Regions from separate parts of the Mus musculus genome. Here region 1 is linked to region 2. A link is a contact called in public Hi-C data. All regions are on one chromosome and are shown on one strand. The core of a region is the stretch at or near the end of the contact, and the rest is flanking DNA. Distances in the headings are between cores, read along the strand shown. Region 1 overlaps Pde11a (phosphodiesterase 11A). Region 2 has its middle 13 kb from the start of Ttc30a2.

What was found. A called contact is a pair of places that touch in the nucleus more often than the background predicts.
Region 1: a contact with region 2 is called in a Hi-C map of the N1E-115 cell line, with 5 times the contacts expected there. The contact joins two enhancer-like sites. A contact is called at or near these places in 16 of 39 promoter capture datasets (the 3T3-L1 cell line, 3T3-L1-derived adipocytes, the HPC-7 cell line and 9 more), 25 of 484 Hi-C or Micro-C datasets (the 3T3-L1 cell line, 3T3-L1-derived adipocytes, the HL-1 cell line and 15 more), 18 of 115 datasets of contacts at active chromatin or transcription factors (bone marrow-derived macrophages, craniofacial prominence, embryonic basal ganglia and 9 more) and 1 of 9 other capture datasets (embryonic stem cells).

Annotation. Positions count from the first base shown.
Region 1 is chr2:76,066,640-76,071,677 of GRCm38.p6, forward strand. All of the region lies in intron 12 of Pde11a (phosphodiesterase 11A), which reads right to left. Among named protein-coding and RNA genes, the nearest start is that of Gm52518, 33 kb to the left of the region's middle. Within about 2 kb of position 3,627, at least 252 of the 459 cell types and tissues checked have an H3K27ac peak or open chromatin away from gene starts, as enhancers often do. A contact at or near this core is called in the N1E-115 cell line, bone marrow-derived macrophages, cerebellum and 5 more, where this site is marked.
Region 2 is chr2:75,962,764-75,968,592 of GRCm38.p6, forward strand. No RefSeq gene overlaps it. Among named protein-coding and RNA genes, the nearest start is that of Ttc30a2, 13 kb to the right of the region's middle. Within about 2 kb of position 1,893, at least 130 of the 459 cell types and tissues checked have an H3K27ac peak or open chromatin away from gene starts, as enhancers often do. A contact at or near this core is called in the N1E-115 cell line, bone marrow-derived macrophages, cerebellum and 5 more, where this site is marked.

The DNA of each region.
Region 1 (5,038 bases), core at 2,377-4,876, 110 kb after region 2:
TCTTAGAAAGGAGAAGTGCCAAAGCTCTGTCTTGAAAAATTCTTGTGTCGAGTAGATATTTAAAGCATAAATGAAACATTTTTAGGTTGATTTTATCTATTATATTTAGTTATTTTTAACTGCTTCTAAGACTTATCACTATAATATAAATATAAATGTTTTGGAACTGTAAAATCATTAAAAATAGAAGTCCACTGCCTAACTTCAGTGGACTCTGTCTTTGTGGTCTTTTCCGACCTGTACTTACAATTACTTTGTTTGATTTGTTTGCAAGAATATTTCAATACAAATTTCTGGCATCTGTCAACATTATTTTGTTTTCATTTTTGTTGTTGTTTTTGTTGGAGAAAGTGTTTTGTTATCTAACCCCAGACTGGCCTTGAACTCACAGCAATCCCCCTGCCTCAGCCTCTTGAATGCTGGAATTACTTATGATGGCTGGCAACTTTCTTTCATTCTCTGAAAGTCCTGGTGTAGTCATATAAAAATCAGACAACATATTTCTTCTTTCACATTTTGGTAAAATGTGCAAAAAGAAGAACAGAATGCTAAGAGGGAAACCCCAACCAAGTGCTGTAGCAAGGCTTAAGAAGAGGCATCATAGGCTAGCTCAGTAGTTAGAGCACTGACTGCTCTTCCAGAGATCCTAAGTTCAAATCCCAGCAACCACATGGTGGCTCACAAGCATCTGTAATGGGGTATGGTGCCCTCTTCTGGCACGAAGGTACACGTGCAAATTGAGCACATAAACATAAATAAATATATAATCTTTTAAAAATGTTAAAAAAGAATTCAGATTTTAAAAATGAATAATGCATCAATTAAAAGGGACGTCAACCTGGAAGAATGCTCAAGGAAACTGAGGGTTGGATGCACAAAATACAGACCCGTGTCTCTTTCACATCTACTGCGTGCATTTTGCAAAGAACCAAAAGATGATCACTGGATTCCCAAAGCCTTAGCTTTTAGCATTAAGAACGTGTGTCTTTGGGGTTTTTTTTTTTTTTGGTGGGGTATGTTTAGAAATACAGTTTATATTTTATTTACGATAAATTACGAGTGAGCACACTATAATATCACAGGTGTCTGAGCACACAGAGAGATCACTTGATGCATATTAATTGTGCAGAAAGCCAGATCTCTTGAAGCATCCCAAAAGACCCAGTTGATGGATTTCAAGAATACAGGGACTCTTCAAAGCTTACCCCACACTTTATTTGCCACCAGTGAACCAGGATTAAATATGAGACCTGTGAAAATTTAAAACTTTTTAAAGCCCCTCACTTAACACCCTTAGGTGCCAGGTTTCAGTCCCAAGAAAGTGGCACTAGCAAGCTAAACAGTGCAGAAAATGGAAGCCGTGATGGATGGCTGCTGGGTCTCTCTGACCTGAAGGATTGGGCTGGCATCATAAAACACAAAGCGACAGATTAAGCAGTTTACCAACACCATAAAAACCTCAAGAATAAACTCACTCTGAAAACCAAAACCAAAACCTTAAGAATCCCAATTTGTAACTAGACAACCCCAGACCCCAAACTGCATGCATTTCCTTATAAGCCTGTGCCCAGGAGCAGGGCTTACAGTTTCTTGGTAATGTCAGACACGATTATGTCCGTACACTTTTACAATTTACATGTCCTAAGAAAAATACCCAGTGCAGGCTCATGGTGCGGGAGAATTTATTTTCGCTAGGAGAGGAATGACCCATAACTCACGAACGGTGATGCTTAAAGTGAGTTATGGAGGTTACTCTCCTGTGAGAGGAAATGGATTGGACGATCCTTCTGCCCCGTTGTATGTTTGGTTATTAGCGCACCAGGTTCTTAATTATGTGTGGCCTTGCCTTTTTTTCTTTTGTAAAATAGATGTGAATAAAGAGAAAGCCAGTTAGAAGCACGGAGTGCCTGATGGAGGCTCTGCGATGCAGGTGGAAAGAGTAAAAATAAAAGCCATTTCACACAACTGAAGGGCAGGAACCTTAAACTTGCCTGAACCACTGTCTCCAACTGGTCCATTCCACTGATAATTTATGAGGTCCACAGCTGATGTTCTGCAGAAACATTAAACACCACTCCTTCCCTAAATACAAAATTTGCCACATGTTTCTGTTACATCTACGTGAAGATTTAAATGTTTTTTTTCCAACGTGCAAATTTGATTTTACTACTATAGCAAAGCTACAGAACACAGCAGTTTTGTTAAGGGAAGTGTGATTACGTACACTGGCGAGGTGGTGCGAGGGAGGATGCTTTTTGGAGACCTCAGACATGATTACCATTTACTTCAGTGCAGCCAGTCACAGAACTTATTGTAACCTGCCAATGACACAAGGAATTTGATTCTGTCTCCTGATGCGGGTTCTGGCTACTGAAATGTTTTATTTAACAACTGGCTGCCTCTGTCCTTCCCAAGGGGGCAAACAAAGAGCTCTAATTGTATTCCAGAGAGATTCCTTTTGGGGGAAATTTTTTGACCTCAAGGATCAGGACTTATCTGAGAACGTCAGTCACTAGACCGCGTGAGATGCTCCAGCTTGAGGCTGGGACAGATTTCCCCCCTAAGTGTCCCTTCTGTTCTCCAGCTTGAATTATTGATAAAATGGCGTGGCTATCTCCCCAAATAACCTTGTTGACAACACAAAGGTGGACTGAAGAACACTACCTCCACACTGAAGATTTAGGATCCCCAGTAAATGTCAGGAGGTGTCAATGTGTGTGCCGTGACACTTGGTTATTATTAGTGTTTAACTGCCGGTCCCCACCAGCGCCATGCCGCCAGCACCACCATAAATTTTAATGTGATCACGTGCTCTTCCCTTTTCACAGCCAGCGAATTCTGCAAGATCATAATATCCTATATGAACCCTAGCTGAACCTTAGCGTGATGCGATAAGAGCGAGATTTTGAGCAATGAAAGTTGTTCGTCATTATAGTGCTTAAAAAAAAAAAAACCAAAAACCAAAATCCCGGACGCTGAGCAACATAGTTCTTCAAATAATATTTCCCTAAGATAAATTCACTCATTCAATTAATCTTTATTGAGCCCTACGGGAAGCAGGGCAATGCCCTAGGTGATAAAGAGTCTATTTATAAGACACTAAAGAATCCTGACTCTTAAGGACCCTTTCTGTTCCCCTTGGAAAATCTGTCAGAGTACACACCATTTATAATGCAAACAAAAAGTATGTCTGTAACTTAGACATCAAGGCACGCCTTTTAGTCTACAGAATACAAGCAAAAAAAAAAAAAATCCATTCCTATATCTGGTTTACCCTGTCAGTACAGGAGCCCTGGTCATAATCTTTCATTACACATGTGCACAACGGGCTAGCATTCCTTTCTCCTTACATAAACAATGAGAATTTGTATAGATACCATTGGTATATAGGTTTTTAGTCTCTGTCTAGCCATGGTTGATGAAAGCATTATCTAGTATATTTATTAGAGGAAGGCAAAGCTCAGGAAAAAAAATTAACTATATAGGTATTTCCTTCAAATAAAAGGTAACCTTGAAGCTTTGATTCCGCAATTTTAAAAAAATTTCCAGCGAGGTGCATGGAACAAATCAATAATCGATCAATGGGTTTCTGGGTGAATGAAATATCCACCCACGTCTGAATAAAACTGCTCGTGCTATAAACTTCCCCTTTGTTTCCTTTGATTTCTAAGGAGCTAAAGTTATTTGGTTTCCTAAACATGAGGCTGGATGCTGTTGCAAACCATTTTGAGTGAATAATCTTATTTTCTCTGTGTGAAATAATTTTAGAGATAAAAGCTAGGAAGTTGGTGCAAATATGCATGTGAGTGTCCAGAAGTTTGTGGTTCCAAACCCGTTCAGCAGTGCCCAGCTGCGCAACTTCCCCCTTCTCCTAGACAATGGGGTTAGGAAAATGCGCGATCAAATTTCAAGTCACGTGGAGGAGGCAGGATTCTTCTTGCTAACGCACAGTCATAAAACAGGCCCATCTTCATAGAAGGGGCTCTGTTCCGACAGACCGGCTTTGTTGGTGAATATTTTAAAGAAAACATTTATTTTTGCACTGGCCTGAATCTGTCGCGCCAGAAGAAAAGAAGCACTTTCAAGGAAGGTTGGTCAAGGTTTGACCGCTCACTGCTTCCTCCCCCCCCCCCCCCAACACCCCGCCTCCGGATTGGTTGGGAAACTTTGCCTTGGAGCGCCATCTAGAGGAAATTCCAGCACACATCGGGCGTCCTTTCAGTCAAAAATTTCCTTCCTTCTTTCCTTCCTTCCTTCCCTCCCTCCTTTCTTCCTTCTCTTTTTCTGTCCCTCCCTCCCTTCCTCTCTCCTTCCCTCCCTCCTTTGCTCCCTCCCTCCCTGCCTTTCTTCCTGTTGGCTGGTGGTAACTTGAGAAGCAGAGGCAAGATGATCAAAAGTTCAACCTAATGTGACCACAGAATTGAGGAAGGGAAACTGGGGTTGTGGGGAGGGGTGGAGGTCTGGAGAGCGGATGCTGTGGAACACAGATGCTGTGTACATAGAAACGAGGAGATGGGGGGTTTAACTGGGAAGAGGGGAGGGAGAGACGCACAGAGGGAGAGGGAGGGAGGAGGGATACATAGCATTAAGGGTGTTTGAAAAAAATTGTAGGGAAACATTTTTATGTTTCTTAAAACACACAAATATGCAACATGTGTGTGTGTGTGTATATGTATCTATACAGTTTAAATGAAGTGACACTTGGGAGTGATACTATTCTCTCAGGAGCTTTAGACTATCTAACAAAACACCCAATGCTAGACAGGCAGGGAAAACTTTCTCTAGATTTGTTGGTCAAGAGAGTTGGAAGAAACTTCCAAAATAACACAGCTTATTGCTGTAGCTAGTGGTTGCCTCTCAGAACTTGCAGGCAAGGCCTGTTCCTAGAGATGCTACATACGTCAGATATAGTCGTTGCAGGAATAAAGCTAGAACTGACCTGGAAGCCTCAGCCCTGAAAACTAGCTTTCCTAGTACCTGAAATGACTATGCAAGTTGACAAAGCAGAAAAACAATGAATAGCCCCACCCACCTGCTG
Region 2 (5,829 bases), core at 643-3,142:
TCACGGATAACAAGAGATCAAAACAAGGTAGGGGGCAAGAATGACACCTGGGTCTCTGACACAAGCAGTGTGGCACATCACTCTCTCTGTTTCTTCTTCTTCTCTCCCCCTTCCCGACTTCTCTCTCATACCGTTTTAAAGAAAAAAGTGAACGACTTTTGAAATCTACAGCAGACTCTGATTTACAGAAGATCAAGTATGAAGGGTCCAGAGAAGTTTGTACAAAATGAAGTAAAGACACTGAAGATCACTTTGTTGGCCACATCTAATGCTTCATGGGGCAAGTGTGAGCCCAAACAATATGAGATTATGCTAAGCTTTGTTCCAGGCAATCTTTTTGTAAGAATTCAATTGCTCTTTGTGTTATTTCTAAAATTAACTAGTTCTTAAAATACTGGGAATAGAAAGAACCCAGGGTCCTGGATTTTTAGGGAAAGGGCAAAAGACATGCTGGAGTATCCATAAGACATGGACTCTGACCTGAAGTTTAAAAGAGGTCAAAGGACCCAGACCTGCACAAGCTCACAGGGGGGAAACAGCTCAGTCAGCCATGGCCAGGCCTGTTGAAAGGATTAGCATGGGCCAACAGGCTCTGTAGGGAAGGCAAACAGACGTACAGAAATGTCTAACTGCGTAACTGTTGAAACTCCACACAAAATATAAGGGCAGAGCTGCCTGTTCATAAATTATTAGGGATTTAACAGCGTTGCTAGGAGAGGATTAAGCCAAGCATGTGTGGCCTTGTGTGATCATACTGGGCCCCACAACCACAAGGTGCACAGCCACAATGTGCTCAGTACCTCCCTCAAACTGCGAGGGTCCATCGACGTCAATTCCCTTGGCAAGGAGGAGAAGCTCACTGGCTTCATCACAGAGCAAGCATGTGGACAGAAGAAACGGGTGGGTGGTCCTTGCTAGGGTACTCCGAATAAGGCTCTCTTCCTGGCCGCTCTCCTTCCCTTCCCTTCAGAGGGTCATTCCCTTAGAGGACAGTTCAGCCATTGTCTGTGCTCGCCCTGGGGACACTTGACCTTGTGCAGACATTTCTCCTGCATTCCATTGCTTTTCCATCTCCTACCTTCTACCAAATACAGAGCTTTATAAGTGATTTTTTTTTTTTAAATGGCAAGTTTGTGGGCTTTTATTAGATGCTGTAATTTCAAACTGCGATTACATGATGTCTGGGTTTCCCCGAGCCCAAATTCAATATCCTGGAGCTCGGGCAGTTTTGTTGCCTGGCTTCAGCGTGCGCCTGGGGTGGGGCCCTGGCAGGGATGGGTGCCCATTCAGCCTCTTAAAATCTTCGGCTGTGGATGTGAGCTTAACCCAGCTTCCTTCTTCCTATTCTCTTGAATTATGTTTACTGGCCACTGTTACTTTGTGTGCTTACATGGTGGGTGGGAGTGAGGAAGATAACTTTTGGAAGTTAGTGCTCTCCTACTTTGGGTATGGGCCTTGAACGCAGGTCTCTAGGCTTGCATGGACAGCCGTTCCCTTGCTGAGCGACCTCACCAGCCCTACAGGGTGCATGACGTAATCAGCTCCCTCAAGTTCCTGCTGCTGTGAGTTCTCTGTCATGATAAAATGTAACCTCCAACCAGGAGCCAAAATAAACTCTTAAAGAAAAAAGAGAAAGAAAGAAAGAGAAAAGAAAAGAAAAGAAAAGAAAGAGAAGACAAACTCACATGTGTTCATTTTCACAGTCTCTGACTCCGCCTAGATTGTCCTTGTCATCGCAGTGTTCATGATGGAGCGATACATTTATGTTTTGCTACTGCTGAGCTGTAATCTGTTCCGAACTCATAAAGTGAAGGCAGAATAAAGCAAGAGGCCCTAGGACTGACCGCAAGGAGCCGGTGAAATCACCACCGTTTTCATGTGACGAGCGCCACACACTGGGCAGCGAGAGCTAATCTTTTGCTCTGCTTTTATTTCTGGGAAAGGGGACCCGTGGCATGGAGATGACCTCTCGAAAGTTGTGCGCGGCTCCCAGGGCATAGTAACCAGGCTGCCAGTGCCATTTCCACCCAGACAAGCACATTCCCATCTTCATGTTAGTAACATGACAGAGTTTTCAGATTTCCCGTTCATTTGTGGAAGGTGGGAGCTGGAACCCATGCTCTTTAAGATCCAGCTTTCCAAATTCGAGCACAGGATGCATGCAGATGGGTGCTGCCTAGTCAGCCCACAGCTGCCACATAGATTTAAAAAAAAAAGTGTTGCGCATCGGACTTTTGCTGTTTTATCCAGACATTTACCATAGCCAACCAGAGCACTGAGAAAGCTGAATGCTGAATTTCACACTCACTTGTGACTACCCCGCCCTCTGTCAGACTGACTCTGCAGCTTGCTACTGCATTCATTTCAAAGCTACTCAGAGAGAGGACGGCTAGGGCATCTGCCAAACAAGCAGATGATTCTGTTCCCTCTAGCAAAGGTTCTTTCAAGCCTTTCCCATGAGTTTTGAAGCCTTGAGGCCCCCTCTACTGGTGGAACTTGTAATCCATCAAATAGTTCGATTTGGTGAGCTGGGTAAAGAGGACTCCCAACCCTCAAACCAAATCAAACCAAACTAAACCAAAAAACAAACCACTCACATCAGATCAGCAAAGACTAGAATCGTAACAAAATGTGAACATTTCCCCTCCCACCCCCCACCAACTTTCAAGTTTGTAGACGAGAAATAGAAGTCTAGAAGGTTTCAAACCATTCTCTCATAAATCTGGTGGGGGACACTCAAGGACATTCGGCGGTTGCTGGCTGGCAAAGTGTGGAGTTATTTCTCTGGAGACAGAAGTCCTTGACACTTGCAAGAAATTCTGTGTTCTGTTCACCTAAACCAAGGATTCCTAAACTCTAACCACTCAGGCATCTCTGAGGTGCTCTTGTCAAAGCCAAGGGCAGCATGTGTTACGACTTACGAATTCTCTTCCACAAAGCCACCAATGAGATTCCCTCGGTGTTACTGTGTGTATCACACTTTAGATAGAGCTGAGGCAAGAGACCTCACGCTTGTGTTTATGGCTACAACAGTCATTATTACATCCTTTCTTTTATTCTTAGTGTTGTTGTTGTTGATGATGATGATGGGGCGTGTGCGAGCACATCTATGTGCATGTGTGTGCGACTGTGTATACAGCTTTCCAGAGTCAGCTTACTACTTCCACTGTGGGCCCTGTGTGTTGAACTCAGGCTGTCAGGGTGCTTTTGCCCCACTGAGCCATCTCACGGCCCACACCCTTAAAGGGGCAGCTGTCTCTTGTTTGTGTACCTGCAATTTCTGGTGTTCTTCTCTCTTTTCTACAAGTCACTCTTCATTCTATCCCCACATCCCTTTGCTTTAATCTTCATATTTTCTTTACACCCATGTGCTCAGGAAAACTCTCCCTGGGCACTATGTCTCAGTTTAGACTCAGCTCTGGGAAACCGCATTGAAGTCAAGGCACATTGGATGAATAAAAAGTCCTCTGTATTCCCGTCTTTCTCTGGAACTTGAAGTGAGAGTTTTTGTTTTTGTTGTTTTGTTTTGTTTTTGTTTTCCAATTTCACCCTTAGAGTCTGCTTTCTCTGAGGAATTGACACGTGAAAATGAAAGCTTAAAAAAAAAAACAAAAAAACAAAATCAATCCAAATGTTTAATTCATTATCCCTTGAGGAGCAGGGTAGAGGTGCCCTGATGGCAGCCATACCTGTGGGAGATGTGGTGATGAGAGAAAAGCTGTGTTTATGAAGTCTTTTTTCATGTTCAACATTCCTGGGAAACTAACACAAACTTCATTTCTCCAGTAATAAAGGTGACCATTGTTCTTCTCCTGCTGGGTGCATACACTCAGTTTTCAGTTAGTTCTGACCTGCAGCAGGTTACCACTGTGAAACCCCAGCTATTAACAGCTGAGTATGTGTTTAAAGCTGCCCCACAGAAGGCTGGTGTGGAAACCTCTCATCGTGATGTGTGCTCCCTGCTTCACCCATTGTGTCGTTTCTGTGGACTCTCAGTGAGTCCTTGGGGTTCCCTTGTAAAAATTAAGAGAACAAAACAAAGCAAAAATATTTTATGGTCATAAGAGCTCAGAAATATTTGCTTTAAACGTAAATTTTATAATAATGAGCCCAGTACATAAGTTATAAGCTCTTCTTGCAAAGACATGGATTCCACGGATTGAATTTTCATTTGGTAATATTTGCATAGTACTTTAGAACATAACACAATGATGTAGACATGGATTAAAAACTCAGCTGCAGCTCTGTACTTCTCCAAGCCTTTTTACTCTGTAGAAAATTAAGTATGTTCAATCTTAACGACAGCTAATCCTAAAGAAGACTAATATAAAAGACTCTGCACCCCATGGGGTGCAAGAGGGCGCTAGGCATTTATGGAAGCTCCCCAAAGGGGCTCTCTCTGATGGCAACAGATGGAAACCCCAGGGAGAGGCAGGTTCCCACTGTGACTGTCACAGGCCTCATGGTGGTGCTTTGGCAATGACATCAGCCAGGAGATCAGCAACTGGAATTTTAGATTTCATAGAAGGATTTTTGCTTTGGGGTGTGTGTGTGTGTGTGTGTGTGTGTGTGTAGGGGACAAGGTGGCAGTAGCAGTCGATAAAGCCTAAGGACAGACACTCTTTCCTGCATATTATATCAGTAAATCAGGTGACCAGCCAAGGACCACCTGTTTTGAATTTGCGTGGCCAACAGTTTAGGAGAAGTTGGGCTGGGTCAGTGGGGTACACCAAGCACCGAGGGAATTCTTAGAAAGAACTGAACTTTTATGTGGAGCTTTCCCTGTGGCCAGGGCTATCACTTGTTAGGGCCAAAGCTGAGATATCACATCAGGTAGATCATTTATCTGTTTATCTATTGTGGGGAAGGCCGGGTTGCTTCCCTGGCACACCGAGGTTTTTACTGCACATGAATTAGTGCCCTTGCCATCTTCATTTTCATTCTATTATGTCTGAGGTTTCCCTGAAAAAGCCTTACACTGATATGGAGGAAATGTGACATTTGCAGCATATGTTTTCCATACAAGCTTCTGATTATAGGGGATTAATATCTACCTTGTGTTTTGGTCAAAATAAAGTAGGCAGACTTTAGATTTAGGGATCATTAAAGTAGGTCAGTTTAACTTTCTTAAAAATGTAATTCTTATTAGTTCCTTGAGGATGTCATATGTCTTGATCATATTTACCCTCACTCTTTACCAAACTCTTCACAATCTAGCAACTGGCCCAGCATAATCTGTGCTGCTCATATACTCATGGGTGTGGCTGACCTACCAGGGACCACACCCTGTGTTTAATTTTCTATTTATAGATATTTAAGTGAATGTTATCCCAAGAAAATAGGGCTGGAAAGACAGCTCAGTAAAGTGTTTAGTGTGTGAGCATGCAGGCCTGGGTTCATTCCCAGATCCCATATGAAAAGACTTGGTGGGGTGACGCACACTTGGAGTCCCAGGGCCAGGGACATGGAGACACACAAATCCTTGGGACCAGCAGCTTAACATGTGAGTCCCAGGCCAGAGAGAGACCCTGCTTCAAAAAAAAAAAAAAAAAAAAAACCAACCAAACAAACAACAACAACAACAACAAAAAAAACAAGGTGACTGATATCTGGGAAGAGTGACACCCAAGGCTGTCCTTTGTCTTTCTCTTTCTTTCTTTTGTGTGACATGCATTCACTTGGCATGTGTACATTCCACCTATACACAAGTTTATTCTCTCTCTCTCTCTCACATACACACACACTCACACACACACACATACACACACATACACATGCACACATGCACACACACAGAATAAACCAATCTATTGAATTTCAAAAGATCAT